2 separate regions of the Sus scrofa genome follow, and region 1 is linked to region 2. A link is a contact called in public HiChIP or PLAC-seq data. All regions are on one chromosome and are shown on one strand. Each heading gives the region's core, a stretch centred on a gene start, on an enhancer-like site or on the middle of the called end of the contact. The rest is flanking DNA. Distances are from core to core; before and after follow the strand shown.

The links. HiChIP or PLAC-seq counts read pairs in DNA pulled down with a chosen protein or histone mark.
Region 1: a contact with region 2 is called in an H3K27ac HiChIP or PLAC-seq map of skeletal muscle, with 3 times the contacts expected there. The contact joins the enhancer-like site here to the promoter of NAA50 in region 2. A contact is called at or near these places in 1 of 5 promoter capture datasets (liver), 8 of 47 Hi-C or Micro-C datasets (alveolar macrophages, embryonic fibroblasts, heart right ventricle and 4 more) and 2 of 2 datasets of contacts at active chromatin or transcription factors (alveolar macrophages and skeletal muscle).

What each region holds. Positions count from the first base shown.
Region 1 is chr13:145,905,324-145,911,334 of Sscrofa11.1, forward strand. All of the region lies in intron 8 of CCDC191 (coiled-coil domain-containing protein 191), which reads left to right. Among named protein-coding and RNA genes, the nearest start is that of CCDC191, 28 kb to the left of the region's middle. Within about 2 kb of position 2,523, at least 6 of the 83 cell types and tissues checked have an H3K27ac peak or open chromatin away from gene starts, as enhancers often do. A contact at or near this core is called in retroperitoneal adipose tissue and skeletal muscle, where this site is marked.
Region 2 is chr13:146,190,205-146,196,036 of Sscrofa11.1, forward strand. NAA50 (N(alpha)-acetyltransferase 50, NatE catalytic subunit) reads left to right here and starts at 3,014. Exons shown (of 5, transcript NM_001244807.1): 1 at 3,014-3,315. The coding sequence starts at 3,308.

The sequences.
Region 1 (6,011 bases), core at 1,273-3,772, 290 kb before region 2:
TACACCTTAAATCATCTCTAGATTTCCTATGTAAAAAATTAATAAACAGAAACCTGAATTAAGTAGAGTCAAGAGACCAGAAGGGGGAGCTCTCATGCCCTGCAACAATAGCAGAGTTCATCAGAAAGTAAGACTCCTCTTCTTTACTGGCAAGGACTCAGCCAATGAAAAGCCATGGACTCTTTTTACTACAGCCCTCCCAACTTCCTTTTCCTCTATGTTTAGAGTTCTCCTCCCCTTCTCTTGCAAGAAATTGCATGTGGCTCACCATGGTTGCAGATCCCAGATTGCAATTCTTTGCTGATCCCAAATAACCCCATCTTTGCTGGAATAATACCTGGCAGTCTATTTGTTCCAGGTCAATATCTAATGCTTTGTAAATGCTCTGTAAATAGTTGCCAGCATGGCAAATCCGGTTTTACTTTTTGGAACTTTCTGGAAACTTTTTTCCCCTGAATACTTTTCATCCATGGTTTGTTGAATCCACAACCTGCAGATACAGAGGTCCGACGGTATAAGTTTTAGGAAGTGTGAATTTTAGACACAAAGAGTTGGACAAAATTAGTGGCCTACTAACACAGATTACTCAGCCTTCAAAAGACCAGCAGGTATATTTTAAAACAAGAGACTATGAGTAAATTACCTCGACACAGTTCTGCTTGATTTGAACCTATATTTTTAAGTCTTTGTTTTGAAATAATTTTAGGCATATAGAAAATTTGCAAAAAACAGTAATGGAGTTCTTGAATACTTTCACCCAGCTTTCTCCGGTTTAAACATCTCATATAACCATAGTAAAATTATCCCAAAATAGGAAATTAACATTGCTACAATGCCATTAAATACAGTTAACAAGACTAAAGACTTTATTAGAGTATCACCTGTTTTTCCACTAAAGGTCCTTTTTCTGTTTCAGGACTTTATCCATAATTTCATCCTACATTTGCTTGTCATATCTCTTTAGTCTTCTCTAGTTCTCTGACAGGGCCAGTCCTCAATCTTCCTTTGTCTTTTATGACCTTGACATTTTTGAAGAGTACTGGTCAGGTATTTTGTAGAATGTCTCTCAATTTGGGCTTTCCAGTGTTCCCTTCTGCTTCACTGGAGATTATTATTGGTAAGAATACCACAAGAAGTGATGCTGTGCCCCTCTCAGTGTATCATATCAGGGGTACATAATGTTAATGTGTCTTATTACTACTGATGTTACCCTCCATCACTTAAGATTGTGTCTGCTAGGTTTCTTCACTGTGAATGGTAAAATTAGTGCTTTTCCCTTTGTAATTCATAAATATCTTAGAGGAAGTATTGTGAAACTATGCAAATATCCTGTTTATCCTTAAACTTTCACTTATTAATTTTAGCATCCATTGGTGAATCTTTCCTATAACAATAATTACTGTGGTATCTGACTAATGATGATTTTTTATTTCCCTCATCTTGTCTCCATTTATTGAAATTTTTATAGAAGGAAAAACTGACCCTTCTCCTTCATATATTTATTTATTCACTTAGTTGTTTATTTTTATTAGTATGGGCTTATAGATATTTATCCTATGAGTTATACTTTAATATTATTGTTTACTTTGTTACTCAAATTGTTCTAACCTTGACCATTGGGGAATCTTTCAGGTTGACTCCTTTTACCTTTGAAAATCATTTTTGGGAGGCATTTCCTTTCTTTTTGGCAGCACAAGCTGTTCCAGGCTCATCTTGTATTTTCCCTGACCCAGCTCTAGAATCAACCACTTCTACATGGTACCCTGCTTCCTTTTATTGAAGAATAATTTAGAAACCACAGTCTGGGTACTAGCTATGCTGGGGTGTCATTGTATCTGGGCCCTCTCAGCAGACAGAGCTGAGAAATAGATGTACATATAGTAATCTACACATAATACACATTATATTTATTTCTTTGTCTAGCTGTACACACATTAAAATCCATGAGTTCATACTGACACATCCAATTCCAGGGCTACAACACAGGGGTCATGCTGTCCTTTCCCCTTCCTTATTTGTAACTTGTTTCTGTATCTAGCTGTATATATATTAAAATAATTGTGAGTTCATAATGGTAACTTCAACCTCAGTTTTTAATTTAGCCTTTCCCCCTTGCTTGTTTATAACTTCTTTCTGATAGTCAGAAACCTGGAGCTTATTATCTAAAAAATATTTACTTATTTTTTTAGTCCTAGTACATTCTAAAAGTAGTTTCAGGATTGGTAACCTATACTGCTTTGAAAACAGATTTACTAAGTTCAGTGTAATATTTGTCCATTTGTTTTTGTTTTTAGCCTTATTCAGTCAAACTTGTTTTCCAAAGTTACTTAGGTTGGTTCTTTTCTTCCCCTTCTTCTTCAGTGTGATTATGTTACTCATGTGTGTTATTGTTAGTGAACCTCTAATTTAGATTTCTTCAGCATGTGGGTATAACTGAGACATAGGGAATAATCCACCTACCAGACTCCTCAGGCTTTTATGTAGACTTGGCTGGAGACAGGATGTCCTCTGGTAAATTCCACCAGAGTAGCAGGCCCTCTGGGCTCATTATTTTGGTCCCAGTCCACATTCCTAGCCTGGTTCTGAGGGAGCCTGAAGCTGCCCTTGGGTAATGAAACTTAGATACTCAGCAGCCTAAATATGACCACAGGATAAAAGGGGGGAAAATGCCTACCTGGCTTTCAGTGAGTACAGGAAACGCTTGTCAGCACCCTCAGAATGGTTTACTGGCACAAACCCAACAACAGCCTGTATAATTTGCAGGAAGACTTTAAAGAATCTGCTTCTAAGGGTTGCTCTAATTCAGGCTTTTTTAGTCCCTTGTATTCTTTGTGCTTGACTCTGGATTCTGTTTGTTCCCCCCAAACAATTTAACATCACATTTGGGCCACATTATTTAACAGGAGATTTTCTGAGAGAAACATAGCAGTCTCTCTTTATCAAAACACAAGTTCAGGTTCAGCACTCTTAATGCATCTTTCCCACTCATTTCAATGCCGGTTCTTTTTATTTTATCCAAAACATTTGTTTTTATATAGAAACTTTCTACTTCCATCCTACTTTCTCTTTGATTTTGCAATGAAATCTCTTGGGGAGATTCAGCAAGCCACATGTCCGTGCTAATTAGTGGAAACAACAAGGGATTAACTATGAAATTCTTACACTCTTTGGAAAGTAGCCTTCTTAATTCTGAAATACATTTTATGTTTTCTTCAGATAAGAAGATCTATGATTTTTCCTGCTTTTGAAAGTTGAAGAAAACAATGAAAGATGGATTGACACTAACCCATGTCTTAATTCTATGGGAAGGTTTTGGTTTGTCTCTTTCGTTAGGTATCTCTGTTAGATGATGAGATAATAATGACCCAAAAAAAGCACTATCGATATTATGCTTGTGGCACAGTGCCTTCCAAAAGGCTGCCCCAAACTAAACTGAGGGAATGTGGAAATATGTGGAAAAGAAGCCTGCATTTTTTTCTTACAAAGTAATGAAAACTGAACCTCATTTATACAGCAAAGATCTTAGTTTTATCCGAACTGCCTACATACCACTGAAGAAAAACCATTTCTGAACTGAAACATAGCAGCCGTGTTGTCTTATGTTTAGGGAAGGAAATGAAGGAAAAGCCTCTTTGCAAATAAAACTGCAGAGTAAGAGAATTATTGAGCACACACGTAAAGAATATCAGGATTTATGTAACTCTCCCTTCTGCACTTACTGCCAAGGACAATATGTGGTGTGCATTTTAGGAGTTGTTTGAAACATTATTATGTTTTACTTAATATAGCCTTTCTATGGAAAATTTCCAAGTAAAATTTTGTTGGTGTTGGTCAGGAAGTTGTTTGTTTAGTTTGCTATTTTTCTTTTTCTTTTTGGCTGCACCTGCCAAAAAGTTCCCAGGCAGGGAGTGAACCTGTGCCATAACAGTGACCCGAACCACAGCAATGACAACGCCAGATCCATAACCCACTGAGCCACAAGGGAACTCCTAGTTTGTTATTATACTCCTCCTTACCCTCACCCTGTGAGTAACCCAGGTTTTCCACTCTCACAGAAGGGATAGTGAGAGCCAGTTTACCAAAACATTGCAACAGTGTTTTGTTTTTCAAAATACTATTTTGATCCCAGAGGTTCCAGTTCAAAAGTATATGATTTTTTGGGGTTTTTTTTTTGGAAAAAGTAGTGATTAAATTCTGCTTTTAAAAAATTAAGAAAAGAGCTTTCGGCATAAATGAAACCCTTTTTCTAAAATTGTACAGAGTGTCTTTTCCCCTAAACACTAAACATTAGGTAAATATTTATAAGGATCTTTTTTTTTTTTTTTTTTGTCTTTTGTTGTTGTTGTTGTTGTTGTTGCTATTTCTTGGGCCGCTCCCGCGGCATATGGAGGTTCCCAGGCTAGAGGTTGAATCGGAGCTGTAGCCACCGGCCTACGCCAGAGCCACAGCAACGTGGGATCTGAGCCGCGTCTGCAACCTACACCACAGCTCACGGCAACGCCGGATCGTTAACCCACTGAGCAGGGGCAGGGACCGAACCCGCAACCTCATGGTTCTTAGTCGGATTCGTTAACCACTGCGCCACGACGGGAACTCCTATAAGGATCTTAAGAACCATGTGGGTGAGGAACAAATGACATCACATCATTGTCTTACTGTCAGACTACCCTAGAGGTAAATCCAGCATTTGTGTAATATATTCTGAGGTAAGCTCTATTTGACATGGCAGGGGCGGGGAGAACAGGTAAGTCTGCCTTCCCTAAAGACTTGACGTCTGGATAACTGGTCCAGGCTTCTTCGGGAAAGGAGCCCTATCTTAGTGGAGAGTCAGGTTGTCAAGTTATAGGGGGTATTGTGGTCATTCTTTTAAAAATCCCCAAGCATTTTATTAGTTAAGAATATAATATGGTGAGGCTAAGCAGTTCCTTTCCAAAATCCTGCTACTTCTTCAGTGAAACAGAATTAGATAACTACAGCAAACTTATTGATTAAAACTTCTTAGCAGAATTAAGAAGAATTTATAGGACGTCCTTTTGTTAGCAGTACATATTGATGCATTTATGGGTGAAATGGTACAATGTCTGCTGTCTGGAATTTATTTTTAAATAATCCAGGAAGGAAAAGTGACTGGAGGAAGAATGAAATGCTGATAATTTCTGAAGCTGAGTGAGGAGTTCATTCTTCTACTTTTGGGTGTGTTTGTTAAGTCTGTGTAATAAAGTGGGGGTTTTTAAGTTTAAGAAAATGAAGGGGAGGGGTTCCCATTGTGACTCAGTGGAAACGAATCTGACTAATATCTACCAGGATGCAGGTTCAATCCCTGGCCTCGCTCAGTGGAGTAACGATCTGGTGTTGCCCTGAGCTGCGGTGTAGGTTGCAGACATGGCTCAGATCTCATGGCCAGCAGCTACAGCTCTGATTCAACCCCTAGCCTGGGAACCTCCATATGCCTCAGGTGTGGCCCTAAAAAGACAAAGAAAGCAGGGGAGAGGGGGGATTAAATACAGAGGTAAAATTAGCATTACAGCTTTCCGTATATAACGGATATGCTTTTTGTCTGTAGCCAATGTGAGCATTTCACACAGCAGTGGTTGTCAAAGTTTAGGTCTCAGGGCTTTTCCATGGAACCCAACAGCAAGTCCAGGTCTTAGCACTGTGTGCTGAAAACTGAATGAATTTTCCCCAATGTATTTATGTACTTGTAGATGTGTATATAGTTGGGGTAACTGTATAGCTCAGTAACTTCCTCTTTGGGGCAAAATTATGAAAATCAGGAGTAGGATGGGCTATAGGGGACCACTTTTCAGTGCTGCTCTTTCCTGGGGAAGAGCATTTTGTTATGTTAAAAGATCCTCCTCTCCATCTTCCAGGCTCTTCTTAGCATCTCTAGGGTCTTCTAGCCTAGGTCTAGTCTAGGTATCTGTCTAGCTCTAATTGTCTCTGGAAAGAAAAAAAGAAGTGGAGGATTGCTTTCACGTGTAGTATTAGGGCATCTCATCCTTTTGGCCTTG
Region 2 (5,832 bases), core at 1,764-4,263:
ACTTCAAGGACACTTAAAGAATTCCTCTTCTTTGGTGGAATGTCACCTGGGCAATGAAGCAACACTGCTTATATTTTTCTCTCTAGAGATCAGGGAAGCTCACTCTGGAGCAAACTAATGGATAAAATTATATATAGTAGCAGGCATGCTGATTGATTAGTGCTATTGTCCAACATAGGTGATATGTATAAAATGCTGTTAAGTGTTAATAATAAATAGTTGTCTTCTTCATTACTTGGAGAAGGCATAAAGATGTCTAAGGTTATGTTTTCAGGTAATAAGCATCAATGGGCTAATTTCTCTATTTTGAACCTAACATAAAATATTTTATTAAACTTCTGTGACTCTAGAATTTTAACTTTCCCTTTAACAAAATAAAACCAGTTTATTGTACATTTGGAAGATACAGAAAAACAAAATAAGTCAGTCATATCCAAAGACAATGATTCCATCTTCCTCACTTTTCAGCTGTCTTTTAAATGAATTCTTCAATTACATGGGTTAGAAAACCACAAGGCTTAACTGAGAATATGATTTTTCAGATGAAGAAAAAGTATAATCCAAATTCTAAAAATCAAGTTTGTAATTTCTGTAAGAACTTTCAATTTAAAAGAATCAAGGGAGTTTCTGAGTTTGCAGTATAAACAAAAGAGTTTAACCTCAAACAGAAAAACACTCTTCCCTAAAGCACACTGCTTGGGGTCAAAACAACGGTAACTACACTACCAATGAAATGGGAGTATACAGGGTTAGGCAAAACCTAAACAAAATCATTTCTGTATTTTCACAAAATACTATCCATCAAAATCTGAAAAAGTCACCTAGAGTTTTAAAAATAGGGAAAGCTGGAGTTCCCGTCGTGGTGCAGTGGTTAACGAATCCGACTGGGAACCATGAGGTTGCGGGTTCGGTCCCTGCTCTTGCTCAGTGGGTTAACGATCCGGCGTTGCCGTGAGCTGTGGTGTAGGTTGCAGACACCGCTGGGATCTGGCGTTGCTGTGGCTCTGGCAAAGGCCGGTGGCTACAGCTCCGATTCGACCCCTAGCCTGGGAACCTCCATATGCCGTGGGAGCGGCCCAAAGAAATAGCAAAAAGACAAAAAAAAAAAGTAAAAAAATAAATAAATAAATTAAAATAGGGAAAGCTAAGGAGGGACACAAATGCTACCTAATATAAATTTACCACTAGTCAAAGGAGTGGTGATTAAGTAGGATTTTAGGGGAAAATGGAAAGAGGACCTCAAAGGCAGAAACCATCTTGACTTAACCTCTTTACCTTTAAGTTTATGGTCAAATACATTTGGTTTTAATCTTTCTAGCCCAGTCAGTTTCTGAATTACTTCCTTTCCTGGGAAATCACGTTTCCTAAAGCTAGCCTGGGTATCCGCAGACCATGATCCCGGCAACACCATCTTTCAACATCTCCCCATTCAATCGAGACTGTAGCATTATCAGCACTTTCTGTTTTGAACCTAGTATATATTTATTCTTTCAACTGTCCTTTCCCTTTCTGCACTGTAACATCAGAGAAGAGAAAGGTAAAAGGCCACCTTTTACCTTTCCAGACCCATTCAACGCTTGCAAACATCTTTAAAACAACCCTTGCAGGGATGTCAGATAAAAACTCAATTACAGAGAATGCACATTTGGAAGCAAGCTTTACAGTGACTCCGCAATGAGGGCCACATTGGTGACATTCTCTCCCAAGCCTGTCTCGCAGGAGACGCCTCTGCCTCCAGGGTTTGTCCTACCTCCCGCTCCCCAGCCTAGGGCTGAATGTAAAGACCATGCAAGGCCTCTGCCAAAGAATGGGTTTTGGGGATTCAGACCTGGAGACTACTGCAGACACCGAGGAATGCCTGAACCAATCCCAATACCCGAAGCCCCGAAGAGTCCGAATGGGTAACCACAATGGCCGCACTCACCCCCAACCGTGGGAAAGGTGGACGTCCCAACCCCTAGGTTGCAGGGGCGACCACAGTGGGGGAGCAAGGGTCAAGATAACTGGAGAAATAAGCTCCTCGCCAATGCAGGATGACAGCGAGGAGGAAGCCCTGAAAAGGAGAAGCCACCATGCACACGCTGCTTTCTCTTCCTCCTCCCACTCCTTCTAGCCCCACCAGCCGCCGGTTACCGGTCGCCGCTCACCTGCCCGGGCGCGAGGTGCAAAAAGTGTACCGACACCGACCGACCCAGAGGCTCTGTCACTGTGGGAGGGGAAGTCTTCAGCTGCAGAGAAGGGGGCGGGCCTAGAGTCACGTGACCTCGAGCTCCGCCCAGTCCTCCCTAGCCAGGCTCACTGCATCTCGTGGGCCTGTATTTTTTCGGATCGTTTGAACAGTAATTTTCTTGCCATTAGATGTTAGGGAAAAACGAAAGTGTTCACAAAGATTATGTTTGTAAAGTACAACGGAGAAGACGTGGGTGGAACGGGTTAAAGTGCATTGCTAAGGAAGTGACGTTCACCGCCGAGGTCTAAGGACCGGAAATGGCGATGGAGTTCCGTTCTCCTGGGGCCCGCAGGTAGAATCACAGGCTTGAGGGTTTGGGGTAGTCACGTGACATGAAAACTTGAAACATGCTGGACGCAAGCCAAGTTATCCAGCCAATTATCAATTACAATTATTTGTCTTAAAAGCACCTCATCTAAGTATTCCATAAGCTTCTTTACATTAAGAAGAACCAGTTTTATAAAATATTAGGAGACAGGCCCGTCTGAAGTTCATACTGGAGACTATCAACTGGAAAGAACAGAGGAAGAAGACTGATCTATTTGAAGTGGAAGAGGAAAGGGAGGGGTGGAAAAAATCTGGATTTTACCGCCAGGGCCGACCCAGCAAGCCCCACAAGTTGTGTTGCAAGGGACAGGAGGAGAAGGATGACGCCAGAAGGCGGAACCCAGTAAAAGATGGAGGTTCTGAAGTGGAGGGGGAAGGGTACGGAAAGATCTGAAGTGCGCCTGCGCGCGAGACGGCCGACGCGCCGGCGCGCAGAGGGGGCGGGGTGAAAGGTCACAGCGCGGCGGCGAGTCTGGCTGGCGGCGGCGGCAGGAGGGAGGCGACTGCTCCGTGTGCACGTGTGGAGAAGTGGCGGCACCGGCACGGCGGCAGGACGCACCGCCGCCCCCTCTGGAGACGCAGGGCTGCGCTCGAATCTCGCGGCCTCCGTCAACAGCTCAGCTCCCTGCCCTAGGCGAGGAGGTCGGCTTGTGGGGTTGAGTGGCCCGAGCTGAGGGCGCGGAGAGCTCAGGGCGGCGACGACAACGGCGTTGATATCGGTGGTAACAACGGCCTCAGCAGGCGGGGAAGATGAAAGGGTGAGGAAGGGCAGCCAGACAGGGCCCGACCGGCGGGAGAGAGGGGCTGCGAAGGAAGTGAGAGATTCTGGGCCAGGACCTGGCGGAGGGAGGTTTGTGGGATTCTCTGCTCACGGAGGGGGCGGAGGCTCGGCGCGGGCTGTTGGCGGGCTGAAGGGCCAGCAGAAGCAAAACCCGGGGAACCCAGAATTTGGGCCCAGAGGACGAATGTGGGTTAAGTGGAAACCAGATCTTGCTGGGGCAGAGGGGACGAGCTCTTGTGAGGCGCCTGTGGCCTCCTGTCTGGGAGCGGACGGCATAGCCACCCCCGGCCCGCGACTCGAGTGGAGTGGTCTGGTTGTCCTCATCAGATCCAGGCTCCACACTGAGAACTGTGGTCTTTGACATCTTTCGGGCTTATTTGTACTTGGAAGCGATGCAGAAGCTTCTGGAAGGAGAAGGAATTTAAATAAAAAGCATGGAGATGAGTATTAAAAGCTAGTGACTCAACTGGATTTGGGTTGGGTCAGAGCGAGTGGAGGAGGGGGAGAGCGCGAGCACTGTAGACTTGGGGTGCCAGAATGTTCAAGGAAGTATTGTTGATCAGTAGGTGGAGCTATTGCTGCAGGAGTTTACTCTTGCCCCAGTGCCTTGAGGGGGGTCCTTGGAAGCTTTCTTCAGGTGCTTGGCAAAGTTAATATACTTTCACAGTCTCCCTCTTGGATAAAGTAAAGGATGGTTTCTCTTCGACTATTTCTATTTGAATAAGCTGTCACCTTACTCTATTAAATTGCTTATTGTTGAAGTATTCATTACATAACACGGTGTTTTAAAATAGTGACCAAGCTGTTTTGCCTTTACCCTCCTTAGAGAAAGAAATGAAATCTTAGCAATATTAAAACCTTTCTGAGATGCCTGAGTTTTTTCTGTTATAGCAAGTCAGTTAAAGAACTGTGTTTTGGGTTAAGGAACCTTTCAAATTATTCAGCACCCCTTTTGAGGATGAAATAAAAGTCAGCGTTCAGAGTCATACTGTCTAAAACAAGGGTGTAAATATTTCTTCGGTGTATATATGTGTTTGAGGTCGCAGAAGAGGTCCAAGAAAGTTAAATTTGACCCAAGGATTGTAATGTGATTCCTTACTCTGATTTTACTTTAAATATTGTGATGTCGAATTGCATGTTTGGGGTTAAAGTTTAGAAATCATGAAAATTTCACAGTACCTGCATTATTTCTCATCAGGTTCTGAAGTGTTCCAATTAGGATACTGATTGAGAGATATTGGAAGCATGTGCTGCACTTGAATCATGATTTAGAAGTTTGGCTATTTTATGTATGATCCAGTACAACTTGGCGAGATTTTTCCTTTTTTCCCGAGTATAGATACTGTCTGTACCACTCAATACTTATTTGTATTTGTTAAAGTAATAAAAATGAGGTTGAAGAGTTCCTGGTGTTGAACTTGCGCATGGATTTATAAAAGAATGCCTCCAAGGAATTATTCTGAATCAAAAATCTTTGGTCTAGCTCAGTCTACCTAGGATGTAATGCTCTTCCTGATACTAACTTGGCCATAGAAATGAGGTCAAAGAGCAGTATTATTCACGATCTACCTTCAGGTAATATACTCATGAGGCAATTATCTTTTTATTTAAAATGATTTTTTATTTATTTATTTATTTTTTGCTTTTTTTTTTTTTAGGGTGGCACCCTCGGCATATGGAGGTTCCTAGGCTAGGGGTCCAATCAGAGCTACAGCTGCCGGCCTTTGCCACAGCAACGCAGGATTCAAGCTGCGTCTGTGATCTACACCACAGTCACAGCAATGTGAGATCCTTAGCCCACTTAGTGAGGTCAGGGATGGAACCCACAACCTCATGGTTCCTAGTTGGATTTGTTTCTGCTGCGCCACGACGGGAGCTCCTAAAATGGTTTTTTATAGATAATAACTTCATGGAGGCAAATCTCCAGAAATGAGTAAATGGACAAATTTAGAGGAAACTTACAGTTATGAAATGTGTACCTTATGTCATCAGCTATGCCTGAAATGTAGAGCCCTTTAGTCTAGTTGCTATCACCTCTTAAGAGCTGCGACAGTTTTAAGATTATTGGAGTTCCTGTCGTGGCTCAGTGGTTGATGAGAGTGGCCCTAGAAAAGGCACAAAGACAAAAAAAAAAAGCTTATGTTCTTAATGGTAAACTTTTAAGACAATTTCACAGGAATAGTTCCTTTAACTTTGTAGATAAACTAACTCCCAGATAAGATGGGATCTTATATTTTTTCTTATACTTTTTTCACTTTGTAAGTCTTATCCTTACGGTGTTGGACAAGGGAAGACAGTGGATATTATTTAAAAGATTTTAAAGTCCTTGCCTTCAGAGATTTCTATTAAGTACAATGTGGTCAGTACTAACAGTCCAGACTCTTGGTTCATAAAGACCTGTGAAAATGAAACAGTGGTCCTGATTATGGGGTTTTCTGTGAAATTTTATTTGCTAAGTGTTTTATTATGTATTGAGCTGACTGAACTGTAAGTT